Linked DNA regions of Rattus norvegicus: region 2 is linked to region 1. A link is a contact called in public Hi-C data. All regions are on one chromosome and are shown on one strand. Each heading gives the region's core, a stretch centred on a gene start, on an enhancer-like site or on the middle of the called end of the contact. The rest is flanking DNA. Distances are from core to core; before and after follow the strand shown.

Region 1 (5,156 bases), core at 1,705-4,204:
GACTGAAAGAGCTGAAAGGGCTTGCAACCACATAAGAACAACAATGCCAAGCAACCAGAGCTTCCAGGGACTAAACCACTACCCAAAGACTATATACATGGACTAACCCTGGGCTCCAACTGCATAGGTAGCAGTGAATAGCCTAGTAAGAGCACCAGTGGAAGGGGAAGCCCTTGGTCCTGCCAAGGTTGGACCCCCAGTGTAGGGGATTGTTGGGTGGGGGTGGTAATGGAAGGTAGATGGGGAGGGGAACAACCATATAGAAGGGGAGGGGGAAGGGTTGGGGGTTGATGGACAGGAAACCAGGAAAGGGAATAACATTTGAAATGTAAATAAGAAATACCCAATTTAATAAAAATGGAAAAAATAAAAATGTAAGATTTTAAAAAATAAATGTCAATATTTCCTTTAAAAATAAGTAAATAAGGGGTTGGGGATTTAGCTCAGTGGTAGAGTGCTTGCCTAGCAAGCGCAAGGCCCTGGGTTCAGTCCCCAGTTCCGAAAAAAAAAGAAAAAAAAGTAAATAAAATAAAAGCAGGTAGGAAAAAGGATATTATATAACCATGGCCAAATCAAAGTCAAAAGAATAACCACATCTCACAAAAAACTAAGAATTACAATTGTTCCCCAAAGTTTCAAGCTTCCCCTATTCCCAGGCCTGTGGCCAAAATAATAATAATTGCAAACTTATCATTATTTAAACTTTAACTTTTGACTTATTATACTTCAGAGCTCAGAGCTCCGAGGTCAGCTACTTGCATTTTCCTGTGAAGCTCTAGTGATAAATGACATGGACAAAGCTGCCAGGCAGTGGCCAGAAAGAATCAAGTTAACCCTTAGCTCAGTGGTTCTGCTAACTTTCTGCTTCTGCACATTGCCCACAATGACTCTCCAAAGGGTCCCAGTGTTTTGACTTAGTTTTACTAGTATATAATTTTATATATTCTATACTTTCTTTTTTTTGAAATGTCATTTTTTTATTTCTTTTTTTTCCATCTCTATTAACTTGAGTATTTCTTATTTACATTTTGATTGTTATTCTCCTTCCGGATTTCCAGACCAACATCCCCCTAGCCCCTCCCCCTCCCTTCTATATGGGTGTTCCCCTCCTCATCCTCCCACCATTACCGCCCTCCCCCCAACAAGCACGTTAACTGGGGGTTCAGTCTTGGCAGGACCAAGGGCTTCCCCTTCCACTGGTGCTCTTACTAGGATATTCAATGCTACCTATGAGGTTGGAGCCCAGGGTCAGTCCATGTATAGTCTTTAGGTAGTGGCTTAGTCCCTGGAAGCTCTGGTTGGTTGGCATTGTTGTTCATATGGGGTCTCGAGCCCCTTCAAGCTCTTCTGGTCCTTTCTCTGATTCCTTCATACTTTCTTATCCAGGAACCACTCTCAAATGTTGTGCAAAATTTATTTCATAGCTTCAATAACTTTTACCTTTCTCAGGCTCCCAATGTTGGCTCTATTTCATTTTCTAATAATTTCGTCAAACTTTCTTTACAAGTCAAGCATTAATCTGGAGCTACTATTATGCAGTTATTACATTGTTTCCAAGATGAGAACACACAGCACGTACCTGGGCCATTAGGGCTGTGCTGTGCTGTACTTCTATGCCTCAATTTTTAATTGTTTAAGAATCATTACATCAAGGAACATCTAGTTTCACAGAATTCACCACAGCAGGAGAAGGGAGTAGGAAAGTCAGATATAATAGAATAATTATGCACACCAAAGCCAACTGAAAAGCAGTCATGCACAAATGAAATCTTTACAGCCACTGTCCAGGGCTAAGGTTAGGAGAAATGTGAACAACTTTTATTTTATTTTATTTTATTTTATTTTATTTTATTTTATTTATTTTTTTACAAAGAGCTGCTGCAGGCCTCTAAGATGTCTCCATCCCAGCCTGTTGCTGGCAGTCCCTGTCGTGGTATGCTATCCCCAGCACACTAAGCTATCTATGTAGCCCCCAGAGCCAGAATTTAAAGATGACCCAAGGTGAGCGCCACAGCACTGAGGAGGCCCATCTGCACTCCACTGACTGTGGTGACAGATGCCGCATTGCACAACTGCTCCCACATTCGTAGACTTACACACACAAACAGGTTCCATCACTATAGATTAGTTTCATGCTAACAAAGGTTAGAGAATATTCCTTATAAGCAGGAGTCTAAGAAGGCGAGAACTCCGAACACTGGAACAGTATTTGAAGGGCATAGAGCAAGGCTCGGGGATTATGCCAGGCAGAGCAAACGCAAGGCTAAGTACAATCAAAGAAAGGGTGGGTTGATGAAGGCCGTGATGCCCTGCTCAGACATGGGATGGTGAGGCCCACTCTGACAGTGGGTAGAGGGAGAATTCTGCAGAATTCTGAGCACATCTGCAACCTGCACCATGTAAGAAAGGCCATCATGCCACCAGGTGGCAGCAGAGGATAGGAGAGAGGCGGGACGACGCGCAGCTGCAACTCTTCTCAGGCCAACCTCAGCTGAATGAACTGCCTCCAAACTTCAGACCTCCTGTGGCTCTGCGTCCTCCACCCTGAGAGGCCCCCACCCCTCTGACCTCACGTTCCCACGCTCCTCTCCTGCCTGTAGTAGTAGGGTGGTCTCAGCCTGAGCACAGACTAGGACAGGCAGCTCATTAAGCAGAAGTGGAGGTCCCAACCACAGAGATCTAGACCCATCCCAGAAATTTTCACAGCACCATGGAGCCACCCATGACCTTTGGCGCTCCTCCATGTTAACTAGCACTAGGTTTACCCAGACCTGGATTTATTCCACTTACCCCAACATGTTTGCCAACAGCCCCCTTATGATCCACTCAAGTTTGGCACTTCTTGGCACCTGGTGGAGCACAGTGACATGCCCGGCCCAGTTGTCCTGCCAGATCCTGTGAGGTATGCCCCGCCTCTGGGCAAGAAGCCATCTTCTACAGCATAAAAGCCTGGTATCCCCCAAGCAGTTCTTGTGACTGTCATCATGAAAGGGAGCAGCGCTCTTCTGCTGGTGGCTCTAACCGTGCTCTGCATCTGTGGTAAGTCTGGGCCTTATTTCTAGCACTTTGGTAGGTAAGGGGCACCAAGAGGCTGGAATCCTGGGACCAGGTGGACGGTGCCTACCTGTGTCACTGACCCCACACCCAAAGCGCTGGGAATCTGTTGACACCAGTCCTATCCCAACCCACCCTGACCTAACACCAACCACCAAGGCCAATGCTGTCCACCCTGGCTCAATCCAATCTGACCTGGCCCTCTGGATCCAGTTAACCCAGGCGGGGGGAAATCCCCCTTTTCTTCCCTGGTGAGGTCAGGAAGTTAGAGGGGAAACCACAGCAGCTCCCACTAGTGGTGATGGGGAAGGGATCTGCAGAAGGTCACCCTGGGAGTGAAGGACAGGAGATCAAGTCCCTCCCTCGCCATTGTATCCCCTTTGCAATACAGGGCTGACTAGAGCAGAGGATGACAATGAGTTTTTCATGGAATTCCTGCAAACACTCCTGGTGGGGACCCCAGAAGAGCTCTATGAAGGGCCCCTGGGCAAGTACAATGTCAATGACATGGCCAAGGCAGCGCTGACAGAGCTCAAGTCCTGCATTGATGAACTGCAGCCGGTGCATAAGGAGCAACTGGTCAAGCTGCTGGTAATCGGGCTGGGACTCCCATCCCCAAACGTCTGCAGCTCTTTCCATACCCACCCATGCATGATACCTGATCACCAGGCCTCCCTGATCCCTAGATCTCCATCAGGAGGCAGAGGTGGAGACCTCACAGAGAAGTTTCCAACATCTCTTGGAACTGCTCTCCCACTCCAAGAACTATGTCCCACTTAGGGAGTGCATGTGCACACAATCCCTCCCCAAGGTGCTAGGAGGGGTAGACCACAGTGCGCAGGAACCTGTCTACTCCGCTGGTGTGCACAGCCCTGTCTGCCTCTGGGACTGGGGGCTCTGGTTGTTGGTTACCAGCTCTCCTGGTCCCCACACATTTCTCTTTCAGGTGCAAGTGCTAGATGCTCAAGAGGACACATAAGCAGCCCCGAAACATGGCTTGACCTCTGCGAGCAATAGGACCAGCCGTACACGTGGCCATGGATGTGCTAAGACCAGTGCTTCTTCACCAGTAAATTCACCCTCGAACTGTTAAATCAATAAAGTCTAATGCAGTCCATGCACTAGCTTCTCTCTCTCCCTGAAAGCCAGGACACACAAAAAAGTCCTTTCAGGGGCACCCTGAGAGATACACCAAGAGGTACAAACTCTTATGAGGGTCACGTTGCAGAAGCAATGTGTGAGAGCGGCCTCGACCTCGGGACATCACATGAACACTGGGGCACAGGGCCTAAAGTGGCAGGATAGAGGAGCCTAACACACAAAGGCAGGCTGGCAGGGCTTATGCATAAAACATAAGGCAAGAGCACAGCCAGTTGACACATAGGTTCTGGGAGCTTTGAAAACCTCTCTTCCCAAACTTACCCAGGAAAGAGAGTCCAACCTGAGCCAGAACCTTAAGAGCCAGACCCTTACTGAGGTCAAGTGTGGAAACCCTGACTGCTCATGAGGACACCAGGGTCCTGAGAGGTGGGCTTTGCCAGGAGGGAAACTAAAAGGACAGAGAGCTCCAAGAAGCTGTAGGGAGAAAGCAACCTCTCTGGCATATGCCCACCACAATCAACCCAGTCTCAACGTAAACCTGCACTCTGAGATCCCCAATAATCAGAAAGCCCTGCCCCCAGTTTCCCCAAATCAGTGGCTTGGACTGGGCCAAAGCTAAGGAGAAACCTGCAACCTCACTGTATCTACATCTGACCCAGGCACCACAAAGAGTTAAAGAACCTGGAAAGTAAGGGGGTCACTGAGGAGTCCGGGGTGGTCTCTGGAAGAGGCATTCCCTGGAGACAGCGGGAGCTCCCTGGAGAGCTGGGGACTCCCTGAAGAGGTAGGAGTTCCTGGAGAGGCATGTGGTCACTGGAGACGTGCGTAGCCCTTAAAGGAGAGGTCCGGGGAGAGGATGGGGGTGCCCTGGGGAGGGTTAGTTCCCCAAAAGCAGGGTCTCTAGAAAGGGGAAGGTCTGAAGAGAGGCCTTGGGTAGAAGCCATTGTCGCCATCACACACACTATGATCTAGAACTCCTTGTGGGACAGTCACATTCTAGA
Region 2 (5,156 bases), core at 1,580-4,079, 190 kb after region 1:
GACAGAGGTGCTCTAGGCATGGAAGAGACTGTGTGGGGCCTGGCTATGGCTCTGAACAAGGACCACGAGATGCTGTGACTGTTTTACCTCAGTTGAAAAGACTTCCAAGGCCCCCAAAAGCTCCCCTTCCCTAAGCAGAGTTGTGGGCTAGGTCAATTTTTAACCAGGGTTTTGTACAGAAAACTTGCCTGTCCCTCAGCAACTCCTGTTAGCCTTGCCCAGTCCCCAGGATCATCTTCCATCAGATACTGCAGTAACGGAGCAGAAGCCCAGCACTGCCCTCTCTGCCCTGAGAGCTTCCGTCCCCTTTAAGGTCTTCTGTAAAGGAGGTAAGGTTTGACCCTTGACAACCAGGAAAAAATGTCAGGACAAGACGTCTTAAAACAGTAAGTTTGTTAAGTACTAAGATAGGAACCAGGCAGGGGTGGCATACATCTTTAATTTCAGCCCTCGGGAAGCAGAGACAGACAGATCTCAGAGTTCGAGGCCAGCCTGATCTACAGAGTATGTTCCAGGACAGGCAGGGCTACACAGTGAAACAAACAAACAAACAAACAAACAAAAACCCAGGAAGTATTATGACACGCATGAAGGCAATTTTGGCTTTATCAAGTTTCTTAACTCTCAGTGAAGAAGACAGAATAGATCTCTATCCTGCTTCCTTTGTACCCCTTTAGTACTCAACCAATCCCCAATAAGGCAAGATCCCTTTATAAAAGTGTGTTCTGGGAAACCATAGCTGCTTGCCCCAGAGGGAGGTCTCCTACCAGCAGAGGAACCTTATTTTATTCACCTTCCCTTCCTCAGAGTTAGCCTGTAACCACATTTGCCAAACCTTCTTTCCACACACCCTCCTTTAACTTGCAAAAGAAACCCAAATCCTTTAACTTGCAAAAGTGCCCCCACTCCTTTCTACCCACCACGCCCACTCCCAATTCCTGGCTGTAACCGTGACAGCGCCTCCCCCCACCCAAGGTACTTCAGATCCATCGTGCTGCCCTGGCTATTGTGGTGACATTAAAACCCACCACAATGGTTTAGGAGGACAAATGGAGTCCAATAGACACAGGGAGAAGACCCAGGCAACTCTTGAGGTGCTTGCCTCTGGGAACCAGAAATAAGTGTCCTTGGAAAGGCACCCGTGAGATGAATGATTCACCCCAGCACTAACAGAGACAGACAGCGCTGATCCATCCCCGGGAGACTCATAAACTCAATGCACCTAAGTGAAGTGGAAATGTGGGTCCTAGGACCGGACCGCCTCGTCCCAAGGGCATGATTGGCACTCTCCCTTAGCAGATAGGGTCAGGGAATGGGTGGGGGGATGTAGAAGTGTCATCTGGCCACATATATGCAGAATGCCGGCAGGGGGCTCCAGGGCAAACCGGGAATTAACTGCAACGCTGCTATGGGACCAGCAGGGGACACCAGGCCCCCACCACAGCACCCTGCGAATCCTGGAAAGCCCACATGAAGAACAAGGACCCAGGCCTGCTCCTCCACTTCTGAACTGGACTGGGTGCCCTGGAGATATAGAGCCAGGGTCAGATGAAGCTTCGGTTCTCCCTGCCTGGAGCAGCCAAAATACCCCTCAGGACTTTGGCCAGTAAATGTCCACAACGGTAGGTCAGAAACTACCGCCAAATTGAGGATAGCCTACATGCCCACCTCAGAGCGAGGAAGATTGAGGGGTAGGATGAATAAAAGCAGCCCAAGGATGATGGCTATCAAGTGCGTTTTATTGAATCCATTGTGGATAGATGAGTGTTACACCTGCGTGTCGGGAGGGGCAGAGGGGCAAGGAGGGATGCAGCTGCAGATGGTGGAGCACGTCAGGATCAGAAACCAGAATCCTCTATCAAGTCTGGAGACGAGGAGCATTAAGAGCAATGATGACGACAGTAACAATAGTGATAATGACCATGAGGATGCTGAGGACCAGGGAGCTGATGTTCAGGCATTTGGCAGTGGATGCGTAGGCCTGGGCTCCAGTCATATCACCCACCATCTTCCGATCCCTAGACTGGAGCAGAGCACATAGATAGATGGTCAGTGGCCCTGGAGCTGATAGGCAAATGCTCTGACAGTTTTCCTGTCATACTCCCTGTGGACTGCATCTCCCCGACTTAGGTCAGGAACATTTTACATACTCTGATCATCCGGGAGGCCCTAGCACTTGTTGTTCAGCCCTCCATGGACTATTGAATCTCCGGAGCACTTTCCACACAGGCCAGCCTCCCAGTCTGTAAGGTGAAGGGGCACTATAGGCATTCCTCTCGACTGCACTAGGAAAGTCTGACTCCAGAATCCCCAGGCAGCCTCACCCTGCATCTGCACGGGAGAGTCTTTAAGACACACACACACACACACACACACACACACACACACACACACGCACATACCCCACAGAAGGAAGAATGCACACAAACTTATTTTAAACAAAGGACACACATGGGGCCATCTGGGTTGATGGACTTCAGGCTCACACACACCTCCTTACACCATCACCCCCACCTCTAGCACACTCACCTTCACAGAGTAGGCATAGGCAATGAAGCCCAGGCAGCAGAAGTTCATGAAGAGCGTATTGAACAGGGACCAGACCACATGGTCAGGCACAGAGACCTCTCTGGGCATGTTGATCACGGTAGTTCTGACAGAAGCCGATCCGTGGGGTGCCCCCAGTTCAGACACCTCATATTCTTCCTTGATTCTTTCGTAGTTTGGGGGTTGTCCCCCAGTGGCAGCGTTCACGAAGGCTTGAGAAGTGTGGTTCATGGTACCGAGCAAAAGCAGCAGCGAAAGGTAGAGGAGAGTTCTGTGGCTCTGTCGGACTGTTCTCCAGCAGTTTCGGTTCTCAGAAGTTTCCTTTTCCTGAATTTTGGCTTAATGAAACTGGTCTGCGTTCTGAGAGGCGGGGATCTAAAAAGCCTGCGGATCAAATTACTCCAGGGCAGGATGTCAGGAAGGGTTGTGAATCAGGGGAACTTCCCGGCCAGGAATCCAAGTCAGGACTTGTCCCAGGGCCCAAACCTCGGTGCTTATGAGTGAGGGGTTCCTGGAGTCTACCAAGCTCATGCTAACAGCTGCAGATAGAACCTCACTATCCCTTATCAAAGTCCCAGCCAGGCCCCCAAAAACCCTCTATTCTCTCAGCGATAAAGAGTGCCCAGGGGCTGGGGATTTAGCTCAGTGGTAGAGCGCTTACCTAGGAAGCGCAAGGCCCTGGGTTCGGTCCCCAGCTCGGGGGGGGGGGGGGGGGGGGGGGGGGGGGAGTGCCCAGAGAGCCCACTGCACTCACTATGGAGGCCAGTTCTACTGGCTTCGGTTCAAGTTGACATTGGGGTGAACGGTACTTCTTGTTGTGTTTTATGAAAGGTAAGGAGGGAGAAGGAATATCTCTGGTAGATGTGTAGCCAGGTGTGGGGGGAGGGGGTGCCTCTGTGGGCCCATGCTGAAGCATCTCTACCCCCGAGGGACCAGCCACAGGACAAACAAGGACAGTATAGTAGAGAATAGAGTTTAATAAGGGCATGGGGAGGGGAGTTAAGAGGGTAGTAGAGACAGAAAGGCAGAGAGAGAGAGAGTAGAGCCAGCCATGAGCACTGGAGACAGAGGTGGTGGGGAATGGGGAGAGGAGGTGGAGCAGGAGGGAAAGGACAGAACTAGAACAAGAAAGCAAAAGAGAGAGGAGGGGGTGAACAACCCCTTTTAAAGTAAGTCAAGCACACCTGGCTGTTGCTGGATAACTGTGGGACGGAGCCTAGACAAAATGCTAACACTTCTCTGTGTTTCTTTTTGCCCTAAGCCAAGAACTAAATGGTCTTAAGTCACTTGGCTATGACCTCATGGTCCTGAGCTGGCATGTTTGTGCTATGCCAACTCTTTTCCCCTCTTGCCCTATCATAATTTATTAGTGCTAGTGGAATGGTCACCAAGGACCTCCGTCATGCCAGAGAAGCTTTCTCAAATGTATGGTGGGGTGAGGGCTGTGGCCAGGAAAGCCACTCCTGACCATACTGGAGGATTCAGTTTAGTGTCCTTCCCTGATAACTGGGAGGCCTGGCCTATCTTCTTTTGTTAGGAGTTGTACCCACATTCTATCTTGGTGGCTCTGTAAGGACCAGGCTACTAGACCTCCTGCAAGGAGCTCTGTAGCACCCATCCTTCCTAGAGCTGAGTCTTGGGGGCTGGGGATTCTCCAGTTTCCAGGTTCTACTCATTTCAGTATTTCTTGAGTTCTTCACAGGGACATCAGTGTCTCCGACAGACACCCCTCTTTGCAATCCTATTTGCTGGTGCTGGTTTAGTCAACATCTGTGAAAAAGTCATGGACATACCTACCTCACAGAGGCTCCTGCCAGGCCTCAGGGGTACCATGTAACAGAGTAGGGCTTTGGTCTGTCTGTGCGGACTCTGATCGGAGCCTGAAAGTGGTGGTTTCTGATGGATTCTGATAGGCTATTTCTTTGTGTTCTGTGGAATACTCTTCAACAAGGCCTACGTCATGCTGCTCTTCTCACATCTTCCTGTTGCCTTTCAGCCATGTGAGAGATAAAATAATATAAATGACCCCTGAGCTTGTAAATGATAGCAAGTGGCATACTATGGTCACAACACGACCTGGTTTCAGGAATACTGGATCTTGGTATAACTTTTTCAAATAGTTAACAATATTCAATTTCAGCTGTAGCTGTTTACTATGGTCTCACAATATTCCTAAAGGCAAATACACTTGCTTCTGGATTTTCACACAGCCATGACAGAGACCATCCTGAAAGTTAATGGTCATCTCAAACTTCTCTGCCTCTCTCAGTCACTAGGATCCTATTTCCTCTCGCCTGGCGGCCTTGGTGAGCCATGAGGGCTATGCTATATCAAGGCCTTCACATGCATTCAATCCCCAGACTCATCTCTCCACCCACAGAGGTGGGGAGCTATATTCAGCCCTGTGTGAATGTTCACCCTAGTCATTGTCTTCATGTGGCCCCCCAAGTGAGCTGAACAGAAGACCTCTTTCTCCTTCCCATATGGGACATTCCTTGAGACTCGGTCTTTGGATTTCTCTATCTTCTTTGTTCAGTGCTAAGGGCAATCTCTGTTGCCCCAGGGATCATCAGAGGGACAGGGATTGACAAACCCTGATGCAAGAGCAA

What was found. Hi-C and Micro-C count contacts between places; a contact is called where the count stands out from the background.
Region 2: a Hi-C map of Schwann cells shows a contact between it and region 1, with 4 times the contacts expected there. The contact joins the promoter of Ifitm3 here to the promoter of Scgb1c1 in region 1. A contact is called at or near these places in 3 of 12 Hi-C or Micro-C datasets (Schwann cells, liver and mammary epithelial cells).

What each region holds. Positions count from the first base shown.
Region 1 is chr1:205,350,483-205,355,638 of GRCr8, forward strand. It overlaps Scgb1c1 (secretoglobin, family 1C, member 1), which reads left to right and starts at 2,955. Exons shown (of 3, transcript NM_001107561.1): 1 at 2,955-3,039; 2 at 3,446-3,645; 3 at 4,001-4,174. The coding sequence starts at 2,985. The coding sequence ends at 4,033. It also overlaps the pseudogene Sec61g-ps3 and a transcript of Cimap1a not described here.
Region 2 is chr1:205,538,929-205,544,084 of GRCr8, forward strand. It overlaps Ifitm3 (interferon induced transmembrane protein 3), which reads right to left and starts at 2,830. Exons shown (of 2, transcript NM_001136124.2): 1 at 2,530-2,830; 2 at 1,721-2,023. The coding sequence starts at 2,778. The coding sequence ends at 1,859.